Linked DNA regions of Zea mays: all the other regions are linked to region 2. The links are chromatin contacts, called in public Hi-C maps. All regions are on one chromosome and are shown on one strand. The core of a region is the stretch at or near the end of the contact, and the rest is flanking DNA. Distances in the headings are between cores, read along the strand shown. Region 1 holds the start of LOC100383821 (Bifunctional riboflavin biosynthesis protein RIBA 1 chloroplastic). Region 2 holds the start of LOC103653663 (polyadenylate-binding protein RBP47). Region 3 holds the start of LOC103653664 (RING-H2 finger protein ATL5).

Region 1 (3,883 bases), core at 521-3,020, 470 kb before region 2:
AAGAGGCTTTGATCTTTTGATTTGTGTCTAGGAGTGAATGCACTAGCTCTTATATTGAATGAAAACTTCAGAAGACTTGGATGCTTGGAGTTGTGGTGGTTGGGGGGTATTTATAGCCCTTAACCACCAAGAAGCCGTTGGGGAAGGCTGCTGGTCCGGTGCACCACCGGACTGGTCCTGTTCACTATCCGGTGCGCCGCCACGTCACCCAACCACTAGGATTCGGGAGCAGTCGACCGTTGGCACCGTTGTCTTCTTGTGTCACCGGACAGTCCGGTGCCACACCGGACAGGTACTGTTCACTGTGCGGTGCGCCTTTGACTCTGCGGCTCTGACTCTGCGCGCACTGTTCCTCTGTCAGCCCCTTTTGCAGTCGACCGTTGCGCGAGTTAGCCGTTGCTCCTCTGGCACACCGCACAGTCCGGTGAATTATAGCGGAGCGCGCATGCTGAAACCCGAGGGTGGCTGGTTCAACCCTGTATGGCCCTGGTGCACCGGACACTGTCCAGTAGCACACCGGACAGTCCGGTGTGCCAGACCAGAGCACTCTTGGTTTCTTTTGCTCCTTTGAATTTGATCCGTAACTTGAATATTTATTGGTTTGTGTTGAACCTTTTTGCACCTGTAGAACATGTATTCTAGAGCAAACTAGTTAGTCCATATATTTGTGTTGGGCATTCAACCACCAAAATTAATTGTGGGAAAAGGTTAACCCTATTTCCCTTTCACTCTCTCCCATCATGCCTTCACCTCCGCGCCACCCCATTCTCGGCAGAGGGAGTAGGAGCATGCGCCTCCTTCTCGTATTCGTCCGACACCAGCCCCGACACCGACTCGCGCAGTGGCTATTGCACGTCCACGAGGACGTTTCACATCATGTGTGCACCATCGTTTTCGCCGTTGTCGGACGTCCCGTTCGTCTTCCCGGCCTTCACGCTGTTCTTCCTCCCCAGCCTGCTGCCCCCGCCCACGGTCGCAGCCGCGAGCCGACCGACGCTCGTCGACACGGGTACGGTCATGCTCCTGGCCTTTCTCCGTGCGTGCCGTCGAGGAGGGCATGGTGACGCCTGCCACGCTTAGGTTATCTTGGCGATGAGGAGTCCAGGTCTGAATATTGGACAACCAAGGCCCGTAGCGTGGCAGCGGTCGGCATATGCTACGGAGTTGGTGGTGGTGTTGTGTCGCTTCGGCGAGTCTAAGGCTGGGAAAACACTTGCATTCTCTCGTCCTTCTCGGATTGACGTCTGGTGCGTGTGCCTCTCAGTTTGGAGCTGCTCCGGCTGGGGTTCTTCCTCCGCTTGCGTGCTCTCTCCCTATATATCTAGCGGTATACTATCTATGTCGACTCCAGATGTCCAGGTCTTCGTCGTGTCCTTCTTCGACAACGAACATGTATGTCCGCTTCTTTCCTTCCCCTCATGCTCTACGAAACCTTGGAAGTGGGAGAGACGAGGGATGGAGGTCTCTGATTTGCTGTCTATGGTACTCGTGCGTTCATAAAAAATATTATGCGAAGAGCGGAGACAATCAATAAAAAATCTTAAAATCTTTTTATAAATAATTTATATGGATATTGTTATGAGCCGTCGCAACGCACGGTTAACCGATTAGTTTATACTAATTTTTAACTTCTATAGCAATACATAAGCGTATATCTAGTCTTTTTTAAAATATTAAATTTATAGTAACAATTTAGATAACACTTTCGTCTCAATTGCCATCTATTCGTCTCCCACCCCACCCGCACCAAACCCCTAATCACCACACAACCAAAACCCAAACAACACGTGTCCTCCTACAATTGCCGACGTCGCCGTCGTCTTCGCCAGAGCAGCGCCAGCGGTAAGACATTCCGGCCCGCTCCCGCTCCTTCCCGTTGTCTCGTAAGCTGCGAGGAATCCCCAGCTCGTCTTGCCCCGGTTCGGCTTGTACTAGATCTCGCGTTCCGACGGGGCTTCCCGTTGTTTTTTTATCCTTGCTCCTGGATTTTATCAAAATTCGAGCTAGTTTGCTTAATCCGGCGCGCGCTCTGTTGTGGTTCCAGGTTGTTTTGTATCTCCTCGTCGGACCCAGCGTTCCAGTCGAGCATGGCTTCGATTCCGCCTCCGTCTTCCTCCGTCGCTGCCCTCACCCGCCAACCGTAAGAAGCCCTTGCTTGCGCGCCCTTGCTGGTTCGCATGTTTGCGCCGGCTCGGTTTGTTCTTGAGGAAACAGGACGGAGGGTTTGCTCCTACTGGCATTTGTTTCTGGCTCGGTTTGTTGATCGTCTTTGATTTGGTCTGCTTTGGAACACAAAAACCGCAACCAAAGTGCACGTTTTTGTATGCCTGATATAATCTGTCTCAACCTGTGTGAACTAGTCAGTAAACTCAATAATTGGTGAAACGCAGGAGAACATAGGTACAGCGGGATACATTTTTTTTTCACTTGACAGTGATGTGAAAGAGTATCCTTGGGAGTCGGAACTCAACTAGAGATTTTTTTTGCGAGAATTCTAACGTTCATTCGTAAGGCTACACTCGTTTGGGTGTTTGAGAATGATTGTTGGTTTCTGATCGCCTGTTTGCTACAACGCAGGGCCCAGTTCTTGAAATGGTGCAGTGTATCCAAGGAGACAAAGGCATCGGTCTGCAGTTTCTTGGCTACAAATTCAAACAGCACTAGGGTGAAATCAGTGGGCTTGAGAGTAGCATTATCCTTCAAAAATGATGGTGGTTATCCAGCTGACGGTTTCTCTGGGAATGGCAACACGCTATTGCCAAAAAGCACATCCGTTCGTGGCGAGGACCATCCGGTTGCTGATCCTGTACTCCCAATGGATTCAATGATGACGCCAGAAATCCTCTCTGCTAATTTGGCACTTGTTATGGACAAGTTCTCAGATGATGACACAGATACTGAACTTGATTTGGATAGCCCGACAGAGGGCTTCGCGTCGATTCCAGATGCCATTGAGGACGTACGGCAAGGAAAAGTTAGTACATCTTTAAATGTTCTTATGATATCTATTACTTCCATCTTAAAAAAAAACTCAGCCCGGGAATGAAAGACCACCCTCCTAGTATTATATTAAGAAGAGACCGAAACATGGTCTCGGTCAAAAAAAAAATCCTCAAACCCTGACCCCATCAGTAGCGGGCTATCACCGCCCACTCTGCAACGGGTCAGCCAGTGGGTGGCACGCGGGACGTAACCTAGGAGCGGGCAGGATACAACGAGGCGATTTTTTTAACCAAGTCAGAAATTCGTCCCAGATGGGATCGAACACGGGATCTAAACGTGCTACTCGTAAGCCTTAACCATTATGCTAGAGTCCCTTTCACTCTATTACTTCCATCTCATCTATTGTCTGCTAACATTGTTTTATACTTGAAGCTTGTGATTGTTGTTGATGACGAATCAAGGGAAAATGAAGGAGATCTGATAATGGCTGCCTCCTTGGTTACCCCAGAGGCGATGGCTTTTATAGTAAGGCATGGAACAGGAATTGTTTGTGTCAGCATGAAAGAAGATGATCTGGAAAGACTGAGCCTTCCTTTGATGGTTACCACAAAAGAAAACGAGGAGAAGCTATGCACTGCTTTTACTGTTACAGTGGTATGATATTATCATTATTATTCTCCTGCCACCACTTTTGTATTAGCTATTGATGTTGATATGGTAATCTTTTGTTGTTTCTTGTCAGAAGTATGTACATTAGTATTGTTGTCTTTACGACTGGCTTCCTTATCAAATATAAATAGCTCATATACAGGAGCTGTTGCTGTTTATTACATGCTGAAATACTCAATGCTTGATATTTTTTTGAGACACTATGTGGTGATTCCTTCCTAGACCCCACTCATGTGGGAGCCGCCAGCACTGGGTCTGACCTACATACTCA
Region 2 (4,189 bases), core at 70-2,569:
TCGCCAACAAATATCGAGTGATCAGACGAAATTTCCGAGCGTTTTTCTCCCATACTATATGATGCCCAGTTTAACTTAAAAGCCCGGTCAGTATTAGGCATTACGTGACCAGAAAAATTCTGCAGTGCCTTCTCTGCTGAAACGTGAGTATAAAACTCTATAAAACCATAACCCTCAGAAACTCCCGAGTGTCTATTGCGAATGACTTTAATATTCACCACCTACAATAGCAGATGAATAGTGATACAGCAATTAGTAACGCATGGAGAAAATGGTAACGTAATGATGGAGCAAATCTCTCAAAGAAAAGACAACAAAATCTTACTTGATGCAGCAAAGAAAAGGGTAAACCATTTAAGCCAAACATAGTGGTCTTAACTGAAAAACTGATGACTTCACTACCTTATAACAACACAATAGCAGATAACTAGCTAATTGGCAATCAGTAATGAATGGAATAAAAGATAGTTAGTGGTAGAGCAAGTCTCTCAAAGAAACACAGACATTCGTGAACAATATATTAAAGTGATAATCCATTTAGATCAAATACAGTAGCCTTAACTGAGAATGTGACTACGTTGCTACCTTACCAACACAATTCAACAGAATAATATCACATATTCCTTTTTCGTTACCAAACCAGGATTTGCCGCAAAACTACGCCACTAAGCCTGTTACAGCACAGTATAGACGAATCAACACTAAGCCATGGAATAAACCTAGCTGGATTCGAGAGATCCAGTACGGATAATGCTGGATCAGAGGAGGAGCAGGCTCTGTGAGAGAGAAGGAACCTCGCCGCTAGAGCCGAAGCAGCTGTGAAGATAGTTTTCGTCCATCCAGTACTGCAGGTCGCCCACCCAGATGGTCCGGTTATCCTCGCCCCCGTTCCCGCCGGATCCAGTCGGCGGCGGCGGTGTTACCGAGGACGGCGGCGTAAAATGCTTCACAAACTGCAGAGAAGGTGGCGGCGGCGCGGCCACCATGGGATGGTGTGGAGGAGGGTATGGGATGACCACCCACCGCGGTTGCGGCATATGGTGATGCGGATGCAGTGCGTGCGGGTGAGGCGACGCGGCCGCCACCGCTGCCGCGGCGTGCGCGTGGGGGCGGGAGGGCGCCGCCGCCGCAGACGCCGAGGCCGGGGCGTCGGTGGGGGCAACTGCCGCTGCCATCTGCATCGCCGCCTCCGGGGGGTGTGGCTGGAGCCGGGAAGGGGCGGCCGCGTGTGTCGAACTGTCGAAGCTCGCGGGGGTGGTCGGATGGAGGCGGAAAGAGAGGAGAGAGCTCGTGCGCAGAGGCTGACGCTACATTTTTATATGTCGTTGCTGAGAGATCTCGGCCGTGCGATCTAGGATTTCGCGATGGCGCGGCCGTTCGATGGGTGGGCGTTGAAGACACTGACGCATGGGCCCGGTAGGGTACGGAGTAGGAGATTTTAGGGAATGGTCGAATGGGGTGGTGCGCTGGCGGCTGGCCGCTGGCGCTGCTGCTACTTTTGTGGATATGCGGGCATGCGGCTGATGTTTTGCTATTTCTGGACGAAATGTGGCTCAGTTACCAGGCAATAATAGGCTGGGCCGGTAACTGGACTTGAAGTGACTGTCTGTAGATTTGGAACCAGTCGCATTAAAAAACATGGAATGCTACAAAATCATTAATTTCAGTAGCAGATTACGTGAAAGTAATTAGCATGACGTTTGGGCATGTATAATCTATGGACGAAGCTAGTCTTTAGATTATAACACGTAACTATGGTCATGATTGTTTCAGCTTTTCATAAGTTCTGGCCACCAAAAGTTGATGTTGAATACCAAATACCCAACTTTTATAAAACTTGATTTGTTAAAAACTATCCAAAATCAATATAAACACATAATTCGTCGAGTTATTGTAATAGTAGGAATCCATTACTTTCTAGATCCTGAACCCTATGAATATATTCATCTTCCTCCGCACATAATTCTAACGATAATCAAATTCTCTCCACAATCAGATTCTTCTCACAGCCAGATTCTCATAAAAGTTGGTCAGAAAAAAGTTGAACCAAACAGACCATATATCTATAGCACTATATAATTCACCAGTTTAAACTTTACAAAACACAGAATCAAATCATCCACACAATCATATCATCCATTATATCCACCAAACAAATTACATCATACTTAACACAAAATCAAAACCAACGATTCAGATCGATGGATAACATCTTCTCTCTTACTCAAATCCATGTACAATATTATTTGGATCTTACATCATCACTCATTCCCCCTCGTCATCGTCGACCTCTCTCCTCCATCTCTGGGATCATAGCGTTAGCACGGACTATATGCTAGTATACAATAGGTTATTTATTTAACTGTTTGCAAGGTATTTAATGCTTGCATATAGACACAATCCATTTTAGTATATATACTACCATGTTGCTAATTTAATATGAAATGGAACAAACACAATAAGATGAAAATGATTATAATATTTCTTAGAACTATCCACATAAATAATATATTATATATTTATATAACATGCGGTAATGTAATTTTCAGTAACCAGATATAGCATAACATGATAGTAGCCTAAACTCCCTTATAAATTCGTCTAAAGGCTTGTTTTGATCCAAGAGTTAAAGCAAATTGACTAAAGTTTAGCTCCTCCTTAGGAGCTAAAAGTGACTAGGATACTTTTTTACTATTTTAAACTCACTTAACTAACTTGGAACAACCTAGAGCAAAAGCGCAATAGTAGTCTAACTAACCTAAAGCACTTCGCAAAATACCTACGCTAATCACCTAGAGCAAAAGAGCAATAACGGTCTAACTAACCTTAGAACAAAACCTATGCTTTCTCTACTAGCTCTTTAATCTTCCGCATTTACTCTCTCTCTCTCTACTTAAGTTGCAATCTCTACTCTTCTTAGTGTATAATATAAAGGATTGGAACTTAGGTTGCATAACTCCTTTTGTGGTAGAGATAGCAACACATAGACAAAACTTAGTTTGCACATTCTAGATTGCTTATTTACATAGGTTTTGTTCTAAGGTTTATTTTGTGGCCTAGTTAAGAAAGAAGTTTTTAGAAGTCCTAATTCACCCCCTCTTAGGCGTCACCATTTTCTACAAATGCTACACAATGTTTTGTATTTATACTTAAGTTGCATGAAACAACTCAGTTGCAAATTGAAAAGATGAACGAAAGTATTGCATTGCTACTAGTAAAGGTAGGAAGGAGCTAAAATTAGAACATGGTGATTTGGTATGGGTTCTGTTGGGGACTTGTTCTCAAATGCTATGAATTAAGAACAAGGCAACACAAAAGTTAATGATTAAAGACCTTCGTCCTTCGAAGCATTATTTCCCTTAGGATATAATGATCTTCAGACGAAGGTCATGAAGGACGTACCTTCATCATCTCAATATACAATGGAAAGCAGGATCATATGACACATACAAAACATGAATAATCATATGATATCATTCAGACATTTTTATTATATAATCATGAATAAACATGGATAATATTGAATTACATTTATACCTTCGGCTTGACAGAAGGTGAGAATCCGAGTGTGACGTGCGAATGAATACAAGTCAGTGTGAACAGTACGGGGTATTGTTCATTTATTTATAGGCACAGGGCACAACCTGTGAGATATTACATTCATGCCCTTTACAAAAGATTACGATTATGACACAGACTCTCATGGATCAATCAGTCATTTCATCTTTAAGTCGGTGCAATCCTTCGTCTTGAGACATGCCACTATGCCGAAGCTTTATGGATGATAGCTTCGACACTGCTTTTGAGAGCATCTGGTGAAGGTGTTTCTTCTTACAGGATCTTCGGCGACGAAGCATACCCCCAACAGTAGCCCCTTCGCGGTGCTAGATCGTTTTTCGTAACGAGCTTGATCCGTGAAAAAGTCTCCCATGCTTCGGAGAGCCGAAGGTCCGAAAACACCTTCCCTAAGCTCGTTGCCGAGAAACGATCACAATATTCCGAGCGTGAAATGGTCCCACCATGCAACGAGTACGCGCGTCCTGGCGATTCACCTTCTCGGGTTCTGTGGCCCACCATTCAGTGGGTGCGGGCAACTGTTCGTCCGGTGCGGAAGACTTGACGATTCACCTTCCCACCTGCGGCACTATATAAACAGACGGGTAAGTGTGAAGTTACCACAGCATTCATT
Region 3 (4,285 bases), core at 1,500-3,999, 320 kb before region 2:
ACCTTCTAAAAACACAAAGCCTGTCTGAGATCTGGCATTATGGGGATCAGATAAATAACCAGCATCTGTGTATCCAATTAGAGTGGGATCTTGATTTGTTCTATAGAAAAGACCAAGATCTCTAGTGCCATTGAGATATCTAAAGATATTTTTTATTCCCGTCCAATGGCGTTTGGTAGGGGCTGCACTGTATCTTGCAAGTAGATTCACTGCAAAAGCAATGTCTGGACGTGTACTATTTGCAAGATACATGAGAGCACCTATGGCACTGAGATATGGGTAATTTGGTCCCAAGATCTCCTCATTGTCATCCCTAGGTCGAAAAATATCCTTCTCCATATCTAGAGACCGGACGACCATAGGGGTTCTAGTTGGATATGACTTGTTCATATTGAACTTTTCCAATATTTTCTGGACATAGGCTCCTTGGTATATAAAAATTCCAGAAGGTAAATGCTCAAGTTGTAAACCTAAGCAAAATTTGGTTTTACCCAAATCCTTCATTTCAAACTCCGTCTTTAAATGATGACGTGCTTCATTAATATCATTCTCATTTCCAATAATGTTGAGATCATCAACATATACCGAGATGATACAAAATCCAGTTGGTGATTTTTTTAATGAAGACACAAGGGCAGTCATCATTCTTAGTGTATCCCTTTAAAGAAAGGAATTCACTTAAGCGATTGTACCACATTCGCCCTGATTGCTTTAATCCATATAAGGACTTTTGCAATTTTACACAGTACATGTTACGGTGTGCCTTTGATTCGGTATATTAATTCCATTAGGAACCTTCATATAGATTTCCGAATCCAGTGACCCATATAGATATGCGGTCACTACATCCATCAACTGCAAAGATAGATGATTTTGTACTGCCAATGATATCAAGTATTGGAATGTTATGCCATTCATCACTAGAGAGTAAGTCTCATTATAATCAATTTCGGGCTTTTGCGTGAAGCCTTGTGCTACCAACCTTGCTTTATATCTCACCACTTCATTTTGTTCATTCCGTTTCCGGACAAAAACCCATTTGTATCCAACAGGAAAAATGCCTCGAGGTGTGGGCATTACTTCTGAGAATACTTGTCTTTTATAAAGCGAGGTTATCTCTGCTTCAATTGCTTCCTTCCATTTACCCCAATCTGAGCGTTTTTTACACTCTGTCATGGATTGGGGTTCTGGGTCAATGAGGATGTCCGCAATTTCCTCAGAGAAATAGGTGTCGACAATGGTAGCCTTTCGGTCAAAGGACTTTCCAGATTCGATGTAATTAATGGCAAGTTCGTTCACCCTTAAAGGTTCATCAACATTTCCCAGGTCGATAATCCTCGAGTTTTTCGATGCCCCCACTTTGGATATGCGCATTCTTAAAGGGGTTTGTGGATCATGTCCACTTTCATCAATGATTAATTGATGTGCATTCACCCACGACGCATCACAGATATAAATGGACACAGGCTCGACAGGGTTAGGGATTAACCCTAGACACATGTCGCCGCCGCACTAGAGAATCACCGGCTGCCAGACCCCAGTTGCTGTTCACAGCATCCGCCCACCGCCGCCATTTGCAGCAGCAGTGCCAACGCCGTTCTCTACAGTAACTGTGCCACGACTGCTCCTTGCAGCAGCGTCTCCGCGCGGTCTGCCGCCATGTGCTGCCATCTCCACGCCCTCCTCCGGCAACGATGCACCAGCGTCCATGGGCCCGAAGCCATTGGGAAGCCCCGGCACATGCCCGGTGCGGATCCAGCCGCGGCTTGGAGCCGCCGTCGCGCCCGCGGTATCGCTCATCGGAGCCCTCCATGGGGAAACCACCTCAGTGGTTACCGCCGCGGCAGGAGGAGGTGTCGTCTCTGGCGGTGGAATGTTCCACCCGTGCACCGGGCAAAACCCCGGTGGAAACTCAGTACCAGCAGGGTATGCCATCGGTGGTGGGATGACCTGCAGCGGCACCGGCTGGAGGAAGTCCGTCGGTACGGGTACGAAAACCGTCTCCGTGGCCCTCGGCACGCGCACATGACGATGATGAAACCCTGCAACGCCGCTGCGGAGGAGGCTGCGCCGTATGGCGGCCTGGAGACGAGCGCGAGCCAGGATGCCGAAGCGGTTCCCACGACGGAACTCGCGAACCACAGCCGCTGTCACCATGGAAACCACAAGGTTGATGTTCGGCATCTCACCTTTTCTGGTTCTTCACGAACTCCGTCTCTTCTGCGTTGGTTGCTTCTCTTCTCTGTTGGTTGGAGCGAAGTGCTGATAACGTGTTTGGAGAAATGACGAAATGGAGAGAACTGATCTTTCATTAATGACTGTGTACACATATATATACATCTTGAACATACGTGAAACTGCTATCTCAGACAGACACAACCCTTCACTTGTTAACTGCTTAATCTAGATTAGTGGACGAGATTAATCCACGTCACTGATCCTCAACAGTAAGGATAGAACCAAGACAAATTTTAACAGTCGATGCTAACCGTCCATATATCTAGTCGCGTCAGCGGTCGTTAAAGACCGAAGTTAATTAGAACCGGCCTTAACATGTAGCCGTAGGTAACTAGGTCATGATGGACCTGTGTGAGGCTGAGCCAACGGCCTCCAGGCCCAGTGGCCCGGCGGTCCCCGACTCCCAACAACCCCCGCGTAGCCTGCGTGGCTGTGTGCGTGCCTACGGCAGCCATCGGCCTCGGTCAGCCAGTATTCCGTGCAGACTGCAGACACAAAAGTCACGCGTGTCGGCGTCGTGACGCCATCGCGCGCTCGCGGGCAATGTTTTTCCCACACGCACCGCGTCGGGCAATGTTTTACGCGGCCTGTCAAGGACGCCAAGAAGTTACTGCCTTTCTCCCTCTCAGCGCCTCAGCGGCGTTCCCGTCTCCTCGTTCTCTCGCTCACCCGGCTCCGTCGGCCATGAACACACGAGCCAGCGCGCCAAGCACCGGCCACCGTCTCCGGCCTTACCTGACCTGACCTGACCGGCTGCATCGATGGTTCCGCAAATACCCGACCCCTGCGACGACGATGGCCAAGATCACCGGTGCCCGCCTGCTGCGGCTCTACCTCCCCCGTGGCCTTACCCTCCTCTTCCTCCCCCCGCCTCCCACGGCCGCAGCACCTTCGTCACGGCTCTCATCATCGCCACCTCGGTGCTTGTCTTCCTCGCTCTCTGCCTCTCCATACTTGTCTTCGTCCGGCGCAGGCGGCTGCGGCGTCGTCGAGAGGCGCTCCTTGAAGCCGCCTTGGCACCGGCGGCGGCCGCCACCTTCCCCGACGAAGGCGAAGGCGACGGCGGTCCCGGCGGAGAGGTCGTGCACCACGTGTGGCACATCCGGACCGTCGGGCTCGACAACGCGGCGATCGAGTCCATCGCGCTTACGCGGTACTGCGCCGGCGGCGTGCTCGGCGCTTCCGACTGCACCGTCTGCCTCGGCGAGTTCCAGGACGGCGAGCTCCTCCGGCTGCTCCCCAAGTGCGCCCACGCGTTCCACGTTGAGTGCATAGACACCTGGCTCCGGGCCCACGTCAGCTGCCCGCTCTGCCGCGCCGACGTGATGGACCCAGGCGCCGCGGCCGCCGACGCCGACGCCGAGCAACCCCCGGGGACCGACGCCGCCGACGCCTCGGCCGAGCGATCCGCAAGCAATACCCCAACCACGGAACTGGAGCGGCTCGATCAGCAGGCCAACGAGCACCACCAAGAGCTGCGAGTCCAAATCGATCAGCCCGACCACTCCAGCTCGCTGGAACTGGAACGGCGACGTCGGCAGGTTCGGCACCACGGAGCACGGGCACAGAACTTCCGGCGGGTGGCTTCCATGGACTCGCGGTCGCCGCCGCCGGTGTCAGCCGAGGTCGATCCTGAAGGCGAGCCGGCCGGCCGCGAGGAGCAGGGGACATGCGGTGCTGTTTGCTGCGAGGTGTCACCAGAGCCTGCTGAGCTGAAGAGGTCATGGTCCGCCAGCAGCCGGTGGACGCTCCTCTAGCGGCATTGCCGCGCACGCAGCTCGCTCCTGCCGCTGTGATGGGACGGAAGATCTGTATCTTGTTTTTTGCCTGCCACTGATCACGCTTGTTTCTGCTGATACTCTGTACAGTTTTCAATTTCAGCGCGGAGGTTCGCTGAACAGTCACACCTGCATTGTGGTGTTCAGCTTGCTTGTTCTTTGCAAGATTCAGAGGAATGCTTCGGCTGCTGTATAAAAACTCAAATATGTCCTTCCTGTAACTGAAACTCCATCTGTTTTATATTTCTTTTTTTCTTTATCCGAGCTCA

The links. Hi-C and Micro-C count contacts between places; a contact is called where the count stands out from the background.
Region 1: a contact with region 2 is called in a Hi-C map of leaf, with 6 times the contacts expected there. The contact joins the promoter of LOC100383821 here to the promoter of LOC103653663 in region 2. A contact is called at or near these places in 3 of 25 Hi-C or Micro-C datasets (ear, leaf and tassel).
Region 3: a contact with region 2 is called in a Hi-C map of bundle sheath, with 3 times the contacts expected there. The contact joins the promoter of LOC103653664 here to the promoter of LOC103653663 in region 2. A contact is called at or near these places in 7 of 25 Hi-C or Micro-C datasets (bundle sheath, ear, endosperm and 2 more).

Annotation. Positions count from the first base shown.
Region 1 is chr4:128,250,878-128,254,760 of Zm-B73-REFERENCE-NAM-5.0, reverse strand. It overlaps LOC100383821 (Bifunctional riboflavin biosynthesis protein RIBA 1 chloroplastic), which reads left to right and starts at 1,770. Exons shown (of 8, transcript NM_001319060.1): 1 at 1,770-1,842; 2 at 2,045-2,140; 3 at 2,578-2,974; 4 at 3,376-3,597. The coding sequence starts at 2,088.
Region 2 is chr4:127,779,732-127,783,920 of Zm-B73-REFERENCE-NAM-5.0, reverse strand. It overlaps LOC103653663 (polyadenylate-binding protein RBP47), which reads right to left and starts at 1,319. Exons shown (of 6, transcript XM_008680491.2): 1 at 795-1,319; 2 at 1-221. The coding sequence starts at 1,181.
Region 3 is chr4:128,097,115-128,101,399 of Zm-B73-REFERENCE-NAM-5.0, reverse strand. It overlaps LOC103653664 (RING-H2 finger protein ATL5), which reads left to right and starts at 2,749. Exons shown (of 1, transcript XM_008680492.4): 1 at 2,749-4,285. The coding sequence starts at 3,000. The coding sequence ends at 3,995.